2 separate regions of the Xenopus laevis genome follow, and region 2 is linked to region 1. The links are chromatin contacts, called in public Hi-C maps. All regions are on one chromosome and are shown on one strand. Each heading gives the region's core, a stretch centred on a gene start, on an enhancer-like site or on the middle of the called end of the contact. The rest is flanking DNA. Distances are from core to core; before and after follow the strand shown.

What was found. A called contact is a pair of places that touch in the nucleus more often than the background predicts.
Region 2: a contact with region 1 is called in a Hi-C map of the XTC cell line, with 2.6 times the contacts expected there. The contact joins the promoter of unc5b.S here to the enhancer-like site in region 1. A contact is called at or near these places in 2 of 4 Hi-C or Micro-C datasets (the XL177 cell line and the XTC cell line).

The regions. Positions count from the first base shown.
Region 1 is chr7S:35,823,853-35,827,706 of Xenopus_laevis_v10.1, forward strand. The region is part of intron 1 of unc5b.S (unc-5 netrin receptor B S homeolog); the gene reads right to left. Among protein-coding and RNA genes, the nearest start is that of slc29a3.S, 52 kb to the left of the region's middle. Within about 2 kb of position 2,504, at least 1 of the 7 cell types and tissues checked has an H3K27ac peak or open chromatin away from gene starts, as enhancers often do.
Region 2 is chr7S:35,898,312-35,901,769 of Xenopus_laevis_v10.1, forward strand. unc5b.S (unc-5 netrin receptor B S homeolog) reads right to left here and starts at 1,964. Exons shown (of 17, transcript NM_001161894.1): 1 at 1,553-1,964. The coding sequence starts at 1,643.

The DNA.
Region 1 (3,854 bases), core at 1,254-3,753:
AGGTTGTCTGGCACCTGCTGCTAGCACCCCAGATTGATCCTCATTCAACTCATCTGGGGGCTACTGAATATACCAAGATATATAAAATAATACATTTGGTACAAAAGTCAATCTAATGCAACTGTTTCCAGCTGGCCACACTCCAAATTGGTTATATAGTTCTATCCTTATGAGCCATAAGATGTCAAGTTGATAAAATGATTTGATTGAACCTAACAAGAATACTAACCAAATTCCTGTTGATCTAAATGAGTACAGGGCTGTACTTCCACATACTGCTCTTTGCACTGTCATACCTCCCAACATTTTGTAAATAGAAAGAGGGACAAAAAGATTTGCCACACGGAGTGAGCCCGAATTGTTTTGATCATGCCCATTTTGTGGCCACCCCCACTAATTACAATGGTCATTTAAAAAAAAAAAAGTAACTTTCAGTTACAGTAAGAACCTGTACTTTTTCCTATAGCCTGCCCTGTGACCAACCCAAAACAATTGCTCAATGTAAAAGATTTAAAAAAAGCAACATTAACAGTTACATTTACATATATACTGGACAGTTTAGCAAGTTTAAAGTTCACGATCAACATTCATTATAATTGATGTTGGTTAAGTTTTTGTTCTGAATGTATAGTTCCCTTTTATGTACGTTGTAGTAAAGAAAATTGTGGGATGGGATTGGTTCTCCATTACAAAAACTCTCCTGGATTGATCTTAATACAGGAGGTGGAGAGATTGACAAATAAAATACAAACAAGCACAAGTAAACAGAATAAAAGATTCCCGCAGGTTTTCTTTGTGTTTCGTTGCAAGTGGCTGGTACAATGTATGCTGTGCCAAGGGAAAGGAAGCAGAGGATGCTGGGAAATTGGGGCAAAGTCTCTTAGCTAGCAGGGCGAGGCTACCATGCTGGGCACATTTATCATAGGCAATCAAAACATCCTTTCATACCCATCCCAACACTTTCCAAATCCATGCCAGATGGCCCACCCACTGCATGGGAACTAACTTGCATTGTCTCCTCTCAGCTAACATTCACAGTGGGGAGAAAGGGAAAAAATCCATTCATAGGAAGATCCTTTCCCATTATGCAGAAATTGATTGTTAACAGCAGGAATGGTGGCTTCGCACTTGAGTTTAAATAATGCAAGGTCTGAAAATGTTTTAAAATGCAATAGGAGGTATATAGGTTTTACTTGTTAAATTGTTTGCTATGAAAGGAATGACAGAATACAACATGGATTTTCCTGTTTCGAGGAAAACAAACTGAATACAGATTTAAACTTCAAAGGGAGTCTCTATATTCAACCTTGAAATCCACCATTATATTTGAAGGATTATTTTTCCATCAGTTTATGTAGTGCACTCACTGCATAAAAGACATTTAAATCCAACCTCTGTGCAACCTCTAAGGAAAATGTATTGGTTTACAAAAGCTAACATGCCCAGCCAAACTTCAGCATGAACAGAAACTGGTGCCAAAATTTAGGCAACGTGTTATGCTTGATCATCTGAAAACAAGCAGCATTTCCAGTTATAGAGAAAACCAGTGGTGATTTAGAAACATAGAAAAATTGACTTTTGGTCATAGAACTCTTCTTAATTGTATCAAACCATATTAGACTGAGCCTAGAATTTGGATCAAATAATAATAGATGCTTATAAAGAGCCATCTGGAGAGAACAGCATCAATAGCTATAGGCCACTGAGATTTTAAAACCTTTCCATTATACATATAGGTAGATCCCTGATCAGAGAATAGTTTGGCAGGCTATCATTTTCCCATGTAGGCCACTTAAGAGTTGGCAGAATGTTTCACGAAGTTTCACAAACTGTGAAGCCAGACCCTAACTTATGAAATATGCATGAATTGATGATTATGATTCTTCACTAAATATTTCCGGTTTGCCAAAGATAAGGAATAATAGGAATGAAAACCTTTGGGCTGTTCCAACATGCTTACCAAGATTTGCAATGGAAACTCGTTTATTTAATAGCACCAAAACAGGCAATAAGTGACTTCTGACAGACATTAAACCTCATTGTTTTATATCATAGATTAAATCAGTGGGGATGTATACAAGACTATATCTCTGTAGCAGGCTCTCCCTAAACCCCCTAGTGAATACAGCCAAATGTTGGGGTCCCTTCCCAAAGAATTAAAAGCTATGGGAGAGGTAAGAGTTCCATCGCATTCCTGTTAATGAAAAAGTATTATATTCTGTTCTAGAAGTCAATTTCTCCTCTGCAATATGTTGTATATGCTCTGCTGTAGTTACTGGGTTGTGCAGTAATTTTACTGAGTTTGTATTGCAGATTAGCCGAAGTTTGTAGTGAAGCCCTGCAGACAGAAACATAACTAGAGGGGGGCAGGCCCTGGCCCAGGATGCGCAGTGGGCCCCCCCGGCCCCCTCCGTACGCCCGGAACTGGCCGGGAATAATCGGCGAGCTTACTGCCGGGGGGCCCTGAGGGGGTGCGGGCCCTGGCCCTGCTCCCCCCGTAGTTCCGCCACTGCCTGCAGAGCACATGTTTCATCCCAAGATATTCTGCTGTATGAGAATCTGCCCTGTCTGATCAGCACCCTGTCTATATGATTCTCTCATCACAATACAAGGAGATTGTTTATTATAACCTTTATAGAGTATGCATTATACTGCATACGGTTATACATATATAAGGTTATAATAATGCTGTAATATGTTTCTGGGGATATCTAATAATAACTGCCTTTATTATATTGGGCTGGAGCCTTGCAGTGTACATGACAGTGGCAGTGTGTTTCCCTGCTGTCTTACAGGACTCCAGCCAAGTGCCATCCATCATAAAGGACCAGTAACATAGATTTAAAAAAAAAAAAAGTTTGTACATAACGGGAAAAAAAACCCACCAACACACATTTAACTTTAAATTCACAAAGTCTTTATTAAGAAATAATCTACCGATTCTCCACTTGCACTCCTCTTCAAAAAAAGGGCGATGATCCATTGTGCGGCTCTCGATTTCTCCTCCCTGACTTGTATAGGAGATGGCCAGGAGAAATTAAGCGCTGCATGATGTATTGTCGCCTTGACGTCTTTTCTGAAGAGGATTGCAAGCAGAGTATCGGTAAGTTATTTCTTAATAAAGACTTTGCGAATTTAAAGTTAAATGTGTCTTGGTGTTTTTTTTCATTATGTACAAAAAATTTTGTTACTGGTCCTTTAATAAAGATTTAAAAAACCCAGAGCATACCCACAAAATTTCCATCATCATCAGTTGTGTGTCTACATACTGAGTGAGTGTGGGGATCCCGGGGCTGGTGCAACAAGGCGAGTTTCAATTGTACAGTTGACGTTGCTGGAGTGGACTTTTAACTGCTGTTCATTTTTAACATTCTATCTAAATTTTGTCCTTAGTGCAATCTGGTTTTCTTGGTCAGTGTAGGTAATGTCTGCAGATATATCAAACCCTTTAATTACAATACAGATCATGAAAATAGATCTTCAGTATGGTAAGCATGTCACACTTACAGGTTGGGTTGAGAAACATTGTTTAAGTGGATCAGTGAACAGTCAAAAGGGAATTCATTCTGACCATCAAAAAAAAGTGCTTCAGTGCATCTAGAAACTGAATATTGTAGTTAATACACCATATCTACAAAAATCAATTAAACAAAAAAATGTGTATTGCTTTACGCTATCTTATTTTATATAAAGTACAGGAATGGAATCCATTATCCAGAGAGCTCCAAATTACTGGAAAGTCATCACCCATAGACTAAATTTTAATCAAATACTTTTTAATGTTTTTAAATACTTTTTAGAAATTATTACCCTTTCCTCTATAATAAAACAGTACCTTGTGCTTGATCCCAACA
Region 2 (3,458 bases), core at 714-3,213, 74 kb after region 1:
GGTGCAGATGGCAAACTCTTGGCCCAGGGTCTGTATCATGCAAATCTCATTCTATTACAATTTAGGAGCTAATAATTCAGGTACTAGATACATATTTAAGGTGGCCATAGACTACAAGATCCGCTCGTTTGGCGACATCGCCAAACGAGCGGATCTTTCCCCGATATGCCACTAAACTGCGTGGCTATATCGGGGGTAATTCGAACGTTTGGCCCGTATGTCCGAACGATCGAATTACGATGTGACAAGCGGCTCCGACGGGTCGGTCGGGTAAAAATCCAACCTTCCCGATCGATATCGTGGCCAGATATCGATCGGGAAGACCCGTCGGAAGCCCCCATACACGGGCAGATAAGCTGTCAAATCGGTCCAAACGACCGATATCGGCAGTTTTATCTGCCCGTGTATGGCCACCTTTACACTGTTAAATGTGCCCTTCCAATCTTACAGATTTGCATTTTATACAGCTACAATCCCAGCAGCTCTCCTACTGTGGGATGATGAAAGTTTGATGTGCAAGGCTTAAGGCTGGGCATCTTTTGCTTCCTATTATAACGAATACTTGTATGTGATCTGCTCCAGTTGTAAAATGAAGAATACTATGCTGGACTGGAGATGTTAGATCTATTAGGGTAAGGTCACACGGGGAGATTTAGTCGCCCCGCGACTAATCACCTCTTCTTTGGGGCGACTAATCTTCCCCCTGTCTTCCGCCTGCTAGAATGAAAAAACGCCTGCGGCCCTTCGTTTTCTGACGTTTCCCTTAGGGGAAGCAGTTAGGAGAGATTAGTCGCCCCCAAAGCGATTAGTCACCGGGCGACTAAATCTCCCTGAATCTCACAGTGTGACATTACCCTAACAACTAAAAGATAGAGCTAAACAAACATTCAGGGCTAGACTGAGATAAGAGCGAGCCCTGGAGTTATAGGAAAACGGAGGATAAATGACATAAATCCATGGATCTCCTGCCTGCTTCCCTGCAGTTGTTGCTAAACTACAACGCTCAGTAACATACCCAGGTCACAGACGATTCTGAAAGTTGCATCCCAGTTGCAGTCAAAGGCGGAAAGTAGGGCATACCTGACGTATATACTTAAGTTAAAATATATTATATATGGTTATCCCCAAGGGGCTCCTGTGATACTGAATTTCAGGGGTTAATATCCTGGACCCCAGGACCTAAAACGAACCATGCCCACGCATCTTGGTACACACTCAAATCCAAAATGTGGCTGTTTTGGCGATTAAAGAACATGTGACAAGGCACTTCCAAGTTGTATAGAAAGTCTGTTTATTTCAGGAGATTGATTCAGTGGGGCTCATTTACCAACACTGGGCAAATTTGCTCATGGGCAGTTACCTAAGGTCAACCAATCAGTGATTAGCTTTTAAAAGCCAGGGGCAAATTTGCCCCTGTGTTGATTAAAGAGACATATGTGCCAGACTAGACTATTACCATTCGATCTCATTACAGATATTATTAATGGAATCAGAGGAGAGTTCAAGTGCAGGTCCCTCTGTATGTCCGGTTACCTGCACCCGCCCCACTTACCTGCTATAGAAGGTGGAAAGTTGCAGCAGAGAAGCAGAGCCACGAGTAGCGCAGCCAATGCCGCTCCGCCGGGGATCCGGGATAAATACATCGCTTAGCGACTCCACTCGCAATAGCCTTCCTTGCGCACGTACAATATACAGAGAAGCCCCCACAGCCCGGGTATATCCCGCGTCCAGCCCAACGCCAAGTCGTGACGGAAAAACTTGCTCCCAGTTTTCTGTGAAAGTCGACACAAAGGGAGAGCTTCCCAAGAAGTATTAGAAGGTCCCGAGGCAACACTCCTTTAGCTGAGCTCGTCTGTGCCCGTTACAGACGCAGCTACCAGGGGTTGTACATCATTTTCCCCCCTGCCCTGCCTACCGCTACAACGCCAAGGTGTCCCGCAAGCAGCAGCAGCAGCACAGGCAGCGTGTAAGGGGGAGCGCGACGTACGGACTGATTCTCAGTGGATGGGAACAGCCCAAACAGATGGGAGCAGAGGTGGGGCCAAGTCAGTGGGAGGGAGATTATTATCCGAGTACCTCAGTCACTGTACTCGCAGATGTTCAGTCGTACCTCCGTTCTATTATCAATTCCCGACTAACTTTTCGCACGTCGCCGGTTTCCAGTCAGTTCATTGACCTTCCTCACATCGCTGACTCACTAGACAGCTGGGGAGGAAACATTTGCCACATACACGTATTCAACTCACCGACCTCCCCCGTGCAATTATTCCGGGACTAACAGGGCCAAGGTAGAATATCACGTGGTATAATGATAGAACAAAATCAGGGAAAGATATCCTTGAAAGGAATTATGGCCTGTGTATAAGCAGCTCACTACTGTACGTTGCGTGTGTTCTTAGTATAAGAAGGAGTTAGGGGCAGTGCCTTCCTTCCTCATACTCATTAATTATGTAGTACTCTTACCTTACTGTAATATCCCAGTCACAACTACTGCACAGAATAGGGATGTGTCAGGGATTACCCTCTTTTTGCCTCTGCTGCCGCGGACACCAGATTCTTACCTCTGTAATTCATTTCTAAGTGTCAGACAGCACTTTGCCAATCATTGCACAATAGGTGCAGTGAATGAATATATGTGAAAATATTGCTGTTTAGCAAATTTTTCCATGAAGTAAAATGGGACAGATTAGCCCGTCACTAGGGGCGTAAATACAGAGGGGCCCAGGAGGTCTAGGGTCCCCATAAGGCCCTGATACATATACAATTTTAATAAATATTGGTAAAACAAGTCAACCTCTGAGTCTAGACATTTTGGTGGCCAGAAGATTTTTGCCCCAAAATTGTCCAAAATCTGGTAAAGCTGGCCATAGACACTAGAGATCTGATCGTTCGAATGATCGGACGTCCCCATCTCCCGACCTGCAACTAACCTTCAGTTAAAAAAGAATAGATCAACCAATGTTAGAACATGACAAGTTACCGGCTGCTCCATCTCCCTGCTGACAGCTTCTCATCTGACTGGCGTACCGGGACTCATCTTCTACCGGAGGCCTAGTGAGGGGATTTGTTAAAGGGCAGGATGAAGGATCTCCCAGACGGCACCCCGCCACCATCCCTTTTATAAAATGAGCACAAGTGCATTTTTTATTTCTAACTCTCAAAAGGTGGCTGCAAGTAGGGTCGGGGAGAACAATAGGGGACAGGGAGAAACGGGGGTCCCCACGGGGATACAAGTGTGGCGCCCCCTAGAGACTTGCACCTAATCCAGCCCTCGCCTCATTCGCTGCACTTCAACTACAGCTCTCCGCTTCCGCTGGCAGTCTCCCACTGAAGATCGGCAATAACCACAGAGATATTATCGGCAGCCGACAGAAATCTTTTAACTTGTCTGATTGACTGAACGACCGATTGGCATGGCACGACAGATGTCGGGACACTCCACACATGTTCTGAAAATC